2 separate regions of the Gossypium arboreum genome follow, and region 1 is linked to region 2. The links are chromatin contacts, called in public Hi-C maps. All regions are on one chromosome and are shown on one strand. The core of a region is the stretch at or near the end of the contact, and the rest is flanking DNA. Distances in the headings are between cores, read along the strand shown. Region 1 holds the start of LOC108489536 (transcriptional corepressor LEUNIG_HOMOLOG-like). Region 2 holds the start of LOC108465737 (60S ribosomal protein L13a-4-like).

Region 1 (4,420 bases), core at 627-3,126, 630 kb after region 2:
AGTAGAATCAATGCCTGAATTTGTTGCAATGCTGCAGTTACACTTCCTTGATTTCCTTGAACCAACTGACTGCATCAGAGACAATTTTGATTTGTCATTAACCAGAAAAATGTTAATCGCAATAGACAAAATACCTTACCTAAAATGTACAAGTATATTTACCCAGGATGATTTGTAGCTGATTTTAAGAGGGCCATCCTAGCATCAAGAAGTGGCTGGGATGTCTCTGAATTCATCGCATTTGGGTGTTTCATGCGCTCTTCATACATTTTTGCTGCCAATGCACTTGCATTTGACTGCCCTAGCATTCCTTCAGAGCCAGTTGCATTTACAGGACCACCTAAAGAAGGATGATTAGGATCCCTGCGTTGCATCTGAGCTTGACGCATCAGTTGCAACTGCTGCATCTGCAACTGTTGTTGCTCCTTTGCCTTGATTTGTTGTGCCTGTAAGTAAATCCATAATGGTTCAAATCATTCGGTATAAATTGAAGAAATGACAAGGTACTTACAATAATACTTGCTAAAGTTGTAAGTCACCTCTATGTATGCTGCAGCAGCCTCTGAATGCTTGTCATTAGTTCTCGATATAAATATGTCCCAAAAGACAGACCACCACTCAAAAAGAAACCCACCGGGAGCATCAATCGCTGGGTAAACAAGCAAGTCCTCAATAAATCACTTGTAAAACCAGATTCCCTCAACCAACAATATGCTACACAATTACAACATAACCAAGCAAAGTATAACCTTTAATTCCAAAGAAAAATTAACCCCTCCATTACGACCATTAATTTGGCATTTCTTATATTAATGTTAAGAATCTAAATGGCATACCCATTTAAATTTAAAATGCCCAAGAAAAAGTAAGACAAGGTACTTTTAGGTAAATTCAAAAGTCAATGTAACTTAGGTACAAAAAGATTCATATAAGAACTCCATTTCTGCATAAAATCTTCAGTCACACAATGTCATGAATTAACTAACAGAAATTGTACATAGTCAAACCCAATTCTTACCTACTGGATCCGGGGCGACTTTCCCTTCTGTCATGAAGGACTTTGCAGTGACATGCAGTTTTTTCTTTACCAAATAATCATATATATAAACATCAAGCCTGCCAACCAAAAATTAAATAGAAGTAAAGGAATCAAATTAAACTAAAAATAATATTCATTTTCTGAAATATCATATAGATACATCTTATCTGCTTCCCAATTACTCTGCGCCATCGTTTCAGCTCAAAAACAAATTAATTAACTGTTCAAAACAAAGCAAAGCAAAATTGATGTAGAGTTAAATTAGAAATTCGATTTACCAAAAAAGTTACAAATTTAGTACAAGATATTATAATTGTAAAACATGAAACAACGTTGATCAAAATTAACCTTAAAGGGAGCAATTCAAGGGATCAAGTCAATGGATCAAAGCCTGCATTACCACTCTTGACCTTGTGAAGAAGCGATCTAATATTGGTTTCTGCATTCAATAAGAAACAATTTAAAAAAAAAAAATCATAAATTTCCATAAAGCATCTTAATAAAAGATGAGATTAAATTAAAGTAAAAGGAAAAAGGTTAGACCTTATGAACTCAGAAAAGGAAGCTATAAATGGAAAGAATGACTGAATTAGGGTTTTCCTTTTAATAAGTTGATTTGATATCTTTGAAGCTTCGAAGCTCAGGTTTATTTATGTAGTTAACATAAGTGAAAATGGCCAAAAGGGAGAGTTTGAATAAGATCCAAACCAGAGATTCGGGTACTCGGGATCTGACTCAACAAACCTCAGGTTTGGAGTCCTTGAAGTTCAGAATAGTTAGTTCGGACTTTCTCAGCTCTCACACACCACGTCAGCTAAAGGACCCCCCACATGCTTTTATATATGCTTCTAAGTTTTTTCTTTTCATTTTCTTGTTTTATATAAATAGGTAATTTAATATGAAAAAGAATTCCTAATCTCACTACACTTCCCTAATTTCTTAGACTGCATTTCGAGAAAAATTTTAAATTTTAGAATATTTTTAAAATGTTTGTATTTGTGATTATTATGAATGAATAAATTTTAAAAGAAAATTTAGATTAATGAATTTTAATAAATTAAAAATAATTATAAAAAATTAATGATATAAAAATAAATAAGATAAACCTTAAAAAATAACTAATATAAAAATATGCACGATTTATAAAAATATATAAACATTTTTAGGGTAAATTACGTCAATAATCTTCAAATTTATTTAAAATTATATTTCAATCACCTAATTTTTAAAAATTACATAATATTTACTAATGTTATCAATTTGTTATATTTTTGTCACTGATTGCTAACTTTTTTAAAAAAAGTAATGTTGCAAATTAATTCAAAAGTTAATAGTTAATTTAGTTTCTCAGTTATAATTAAAAATAATATTAATATTTTTAAAATTTTCTTGTAAACAAATTTTAAAAAATATTAGACTAAAAATAATTAAAAATCATAATTTTAAAAAATAAAAAATATTTTTAAATTTGTATAAATCTAAAATTTCTTAAAATTAAAACTAAAAAAAAGTAAACTAATAATTCTTCTAAGTTTTTATTTTATAAAAATCTAAAAATTTTCAAACTAAAACTCTTTTGTTTTTCACCTTTAATGAATACCTTTAATCACATCAACAACTTCATGTTGTTTTATACTAAATTTTGTTTGCAAATTTTTTTTTTTGAAATTTTAAGAACCATTTTTGTTATTGTGACTAATTCTTTTTGAGGGTACTTTTGAATAAATTAATGACTAATCATAAAATGTACTTAATTTTTATGGACGGAGATCAAACCGTTAACATTATAATTAAGAAATAAAGTGAAAAATTACCACATCATACTTCATAATTTAAAATTTTAAAATCTCACTAAAATAAAAATTTTCTTCCAAATCTCTCATCTAAACTTATATGCATATTCATTTTACGGTTTATGTTTAGGGTTTTAATTATCCTTTCAATAATATTATTTTAAAATTCAAACTTAAATTCTCTTTTAAAAATATAATGTGACTTACCATTATACTCAATACTTGTTGATGTCTTTCTAACTTTTTATACAGTAATAAAATCAAAGGAAAATCAACTGACAACAGAAAACGTATCGACATGGAAACTAAATTACAAAACCTTACACTGACATTTTCAATGACAGTTCAAATTAAAGAAAAAATAGGAACTACAGTATATTTAATACATTAGATAATAAATTCCATATATTATAATCATCCTCAGTCCATAAATTTCAATCCGGGACATAACCTCAAATCAAAACTCAGGAATTTCATCGGTAAGAGATTATTGAAAGTATGAGTTGAATGTCAATTTCTTTTTATTTGTAAAATACTACCTTTTTAACTTTTTTAACATCTATTCTAAATAGGGGTGAGTATTCGATCGAGTCGAGTCGGATCGAGTCAAAAAATTTCGAGTTAGTCGAGTTGACAAATCCTATTTTAGCAACCGAACTCAATTTGAATTTTTTTCGAATCGGATCGAATCGAGTCAAAAAAATTTCGAGTCAAGTCGAGTCGAGTTAACGAATCCTATTATCTGTACTCAATGTTGCGCTTACATGAACCGATTATTTAACTAGAAAACGAAGTATAAAATTATTTAACAACATAAACAATATAATTATTTAACAACATAAACAATATAATGGTTTTGCCTTTTAACTTAATCAGTAAACATTTATCAAAACAACATAGTTTTACCTTTTAACTTAATGGTTTTGACTTTTAGCTTTTGAAAAGGTAAACATTTATCAAAATGACGTAGTTTTGCCTTTTCTTATTCATATTTTCGGATAACTCGAATTATGTAATTCACATTCGAGTTAAACCGAAAAACTTATTTTTTTATTCGAGTTGACCCAAATAACTTGATTAACTCAAATAACTTGAACTATTTAATTCAAAATTTGAAAATTTTATCGAGTTTTTAGAATCGAATTAGATTTTGTTCACCTCTAATTCTAAATACACTAAAAATGTTCCTGCTATTTTTAAGTTTTTTTTGGGGGAAAGTAATGTAATTTATTTATGAAAAATTAGCATAGACTACTAGACTCCTATACGTAACTTTAACACCCTTCACTTATTTTGGTCGTTGGATTCGAGTTATAAGATACTACAATAATGGATCAAATCACGTATAATTCCAGGTTTAGACAATCAATTAAACAATAAAAACATTTCATAATCAATGCATAATATGATTTACAAACAAATCTGAGTCTCAATCGAGCTTATGAAAGCTCTTAAGTTGACCTAAGAACAAATAAAGATCATATTGAAAACTTTTCAAAAGATACAGAAAATCTTCAAAATAGGGGTCACACAGCCGTGTGCCCTAGCCGTGTTACAAATGGTGACCGTGCGGATTTGGGGTCACATG
Region 2 (4,694 bases), core at 2-2,501:
AATATATGTGAACCATAAAGAAATCATGTCTATTGACCACAAAGGAAAAAAGAAAACTCTGCAAGCATTGTAGGATAAACTAAACTACTCTTAGGAGTTTATTATCAGAATTGTATATACACAAACATTCAATGAGCTCCTTTCAGTCAAGCAAGCACTTTTTAGCACCTTGCACGATATAAATGTTCTAACACCTAAAAATGGCTAATGTACCATTTTTTTTGTTCGGAACCAGAGTATCCACCACTAACAGTAGTGACTAATCCCCTCATCACAAATGCTCTCTAAAGAGGTAAACAGCTGACCATGAAATGTGCTTGATTTCCATAAGCAAGAATTTAACTCAACCACATGATTAAGGGACGAAGTGAGCAACCATCACACCATACCTCATGCGCCATTCACAACACGTAACATAAGCAAAACTACATCACAACTGAAAATGCAGTAAGTGTAAACTTCATATATAATGAATCAAAACACCCTTTGCACCATAAGATCCATAGATCTTCGCAGCTGTATTCTCTCAACTCACAGATAATAACCTCAAGCACATTCGTAGTACACTTTCCATTTCTTAAATGAATAATGAGGAATCAGAAAATCCATCTAAACTTTCTATTATCAAACATAAACAGCACGCAACTTCCTCTTCATGCTTTACAAGATTTTCCAGCAACATATACAAAAAACTTGAAATCAATAAACCAGATATCCATCATAAAATGAAAACAGAAACATACCCACGAATGGTACGCCAGAGGATCTTAGCAGGAGCACGAAAGTGGATGGGACCATGAGAAGGCTTAGTGTTCATACGCTTCCTCAAGAACCTCATGTACTTCATCTTCTGCCTCACCAATCCACCCGAAATGCAAATTTCCTCACATCTCACCACCACTACTTTCTGCCCATTCAACAACTCCTTGGCCAATATCGATGCCAGCCTTCCTAGCATGTGATGCCTAGCATCCACCACCACCCTCTTCGCGCATATCCCTGAGCCTGAAACCATCTTTTCCTCTTCTTCTTCTTTGCTTGATAGCTTTGCCCAGCTGCTGCTGCTGCTGCCACTGCCGCCCTTCCAACAAAATTATGTTGATTGCAGCCTCTAGGGTTTTTAACAGGCTCTTTTTTAGGGTTGGTTTTTGGGTTAAGAAACAAAAAGACATGAAGTAAGAGAAAAGGAATGGACTTTCGTTAACTCAGGCCCAACTACTCTGACCTAAATTTACAACCCTCTGCATATTCAATAGCAAAATAGCCTGAACCCCACGAGATTTGAAGAGTTTTAATCAATTAAATTTGGTTTCCTATAAAATTACCAAAATAACCTCTTTAAATTTATAACTAATCATGCATTTTTAAACTTCAATTAGATTTTGATTATTTTTATATTTTTAATTATATATTTAATTTGTATGATATAATTTTTATTTAATCTCGTAATAATTAATGTAATATTAAAATTATGTAATATATCAAAATCAAATTTAGGTATTAAATTTCTATATACAAAAATTTAATGGTAAAATTTTAAGTTTGATCTCTTTATTTGTTAGGTCATATAAAAGAGTGAAAATACTTTTGAAAAGTTTAGTTTAATATTTAAGTATTTAGTATTGTTGTCAAAAATTATTTTTAAGAAATAAAATGTCCATTTTAAATATGGTATTATAAAGTAACAAATGTACATTTAAATAATGTCCAAATTAGTTAATATTATGATATTTTGAGAAATTTTTTAATTAATGATTTTATTTTAAAATGTAATTTGAATATTTAATCATATTGAATATTAACATAACATAAATAACATAAACCTAAAAATTTAAAATATTATATGTATTTAGATTAAAGTTTCAAAAGGGGTAATATTTATACACCAAATATAAATATTAAAATCTTACATTAACATTTGTAATTTAAAGTAAATTCCTTAAACTAGAAGTTATAATATATCTTATTAATTTCATTTCAAAACCACTTGAATTGTTTAATTTACCATCATTATCATTATCATCACTTTCACCATCATGCACATCTTATGAATCAATTATATTCTCATATGCCCTGTTAATATTTTCGATTCCATAAAATCGCATCATTTTTATCAACATATTTTTACACACTTTAAAAATACAAACGATAATATTATAAATATTACATAATTTGATCAAAATGAATGAACTGTAATATTATAAATATGTAAAAACACAAATTTTAAAAATTATAAAGATAAAAAAACAAAGAAATTTTAAATATAATAAAGAGGGGCAAAGTTCGAGACTCTTCACTTCTAAATGCCGCAACCAGAACATAAAATATGAGAAATGCAAGGATTGATGAATCATAAACAATATGTTAATGATTTAAGCATAGATAATACACAACTTGTGCCCATTATTATTGAAAAATCTCCAAATTAAGCTAAAAAATTTGGAATTCCTAAGTTCAAAAGAACAAGATGTTGAATTTTAATCTTGCAGCCCATGTTTCAGCAACCGAACAGAGCATAAAGCAAATACTTCAATTCATAATTCTAACTTCAAGGTACTGCAACCCCTAACCATTAATGTTCTTTAGGCTAAATGATGCTCATGGAATCCAAATTAGACTTTAAGAATCTTCTTTACAACTAGAACATTACTGTAACCCTCTCATCTCACATCAAAATAATCATATCAGCCATAACATCATGAGGGGAAATGGCATCAGATACCCACATCATTTCCCTCTCATATTAAACCAACATAATTGAATAAAATAAAGCAAATCCTTTCAACGATATTGAAATTCCCCCCATAAATACAACAATTCTAATTTCCATTATGTAATAATAATTATAAAGCTTTGGAAAATCAACACAAGTTTGAACGAAATGGAGTAAAACAAAGGAGAAAAAATCAGCAAAAGCATCTAAGTTAAATGAAAAAAACAGCAGAAGAATCAAAATGAGCAACCAAATAGAAAACCTATGAAAATCAAAGGTGAAATGAAAAAGTTAACTTGAAAATGGAAAGCAACTAAACTCAGCAGCAATCAAAAAGAGCTTAATCGGAAATGGGGAAAAAATGAAAAAATTAAATGGGTAGTTGAAACGAGAAGATAAGATTAGGGGAGTAGAAAGGAGAAAGAGAGTAGTAAAAACCTTGAAGAAAATGGAAAAAGCAAAGAACATAGAAAAGAAGGGAGAACCAGAGAACTTCAGCTTTGAAAGAGAAAGAAAAAGAAAATGGAAGTGTTGTGTGTTTGGGAAGAAAAAAATGGAGAGATAGAAAATGTAAATTAGTTTCTAGAAGTGCTTTGCCTCAAGAAAAGCTAAAATTTTTAAGTTCTCCGTTCAAAAGCAAAAATTTTCAAGCAAAAGGTGTTTAGTTAGCATAGCTTTTAAAGTCAAAAGTGATTTTTAAGAGTACGGTTAAATTAGCCTTTAATCTTTATATTTTAATTTTAACATAATTTATTATCCTAATATTTATAATATAATTAGTTAATTTAAATATTTTATTCTAATTAAAATACTAACATGACTTTTAATAATTATTAATACCGTTAAAATTTTATATTAAAATTAAATTTATTACAATGATATTTTTATTACACGATTATCAAGAGAGTTTTTTTTAAAATATCACACCTTAAAAAATATTTTGCTCTATCTATTATCTCTACCACTATAAGAATTCCATTTAGGTCTTTTCCTATTATTATTATTTTAATTTTTCATTATTTTTCTTTTAAATTTTAAATTTAATTTTAACATTTTTTCAGTTTTAAATGATGTATTCTTAAATTGTTTTATATTTATTTTGGGTTGATTTTTAAAATATGTACATGATCTATTTGAGATGTTATTTTATATGATATATTTTAAAAAGTAAAACTATTTCCTTAATCACTCTAAATAGGGTCATTCCAATTTTGGTCACCCTAATTTTTTTTTTGTTAATTTTGTCACTACCGTTAAAAAATTGATCAAACTAGTCACTCTACTGTTAAATGGTAAAGAAATGATGACATGGAATTTTCACTTCTTTATTTTTCAATTTTCTTCAGTTTTTATTTTTTTAGATTTTTTTTTTAAAATTGTCATTATTTATTCTTCTCATTTTCTTTTCTTTCTTCTTCTCTTCCCACAAACCCTAGTAGCTACCCCTTTTATTGTTGCTATTGCTAGATTTCTGTAGCCTAATTCCCTATCCAATACTATCATTCATCCTTTTTTCTCACTCGTCTTTCTCTTTTGTTTTTTTTCTTTCTTTTTAAAATCCCCTAGTCACCACTCATTTTTTCTTATTGCTACAATTTCTTCATTTGTTGGTTTTTTTTCATTTGACATCTTCAATTGCTTCTTCATATGTTATTGGATCACATTCTGTCATTAAATAGAATAAGGAATAACCAAGTGTTGTTTCTATGGGTTCTTTGATATCATAAATATTGTGTAAACTACACACTTTTACAGGTGTTTCCTATGAGCAACCACTAATGCTGTTGTTTGGTGATGACGTTGTTGTAGGAGTTTTTGCAACATGACTTGGTGGAGGGCTTTGATGATCATTTTGTTCATCTTGATTAATGAAGCCATCATCTTTATCATCACTGAAAAATAATTTTTCAATTTCCTTTTCACCTACACCCCATCTCCAGTAATCAACTTTATTGAGTTCAACTTCTCTTGAAATAATAAC

What was found. Hi-C and Micro-C count contacts between places; a contact is called where the count stands out from the background.
Region 1: a contact with region 2 is called in a Hi-C map of leaf, with 4 times the contacts expected there. The contact joins the promoter of LOC108489536 here to the promoter of LOC108465737 in region 2. A contact is called at or near these places in 2 of 5 Hi-C or Micro-C datasets (both in leaf).

The regions. Positions count from the first base shown.
Region 1 is chr10:51,240,882-51,245,301 of ASM2569848v2, forward strand. LOC108489536 (transcriptional corepressor LEUNIG_HOMOLOG-like) reads right to left here and starts at 1,877. Exons shown (of 20, transcript XM_053019971.1): 1 at 1,583-1,877; 2 at 1,388-1,478; 3 at 1,200-1,259; 4 at 1,019-1,116; 5 at 540-649; 6 at 163-446; 7 at 15-69. The coding sequence starts at 1,231.
Region 2 is chr10:50,609,196-50,613,889 of ASM2569848v2, forward strand. LOC108465737 (60S ribosomal protein L13a-4-like) reads right to left here and starts at 1,252. Exons shown (of 4, transcript XM_017766121.2): 1 at 744-1,252. The coding sequence starts at 1,015.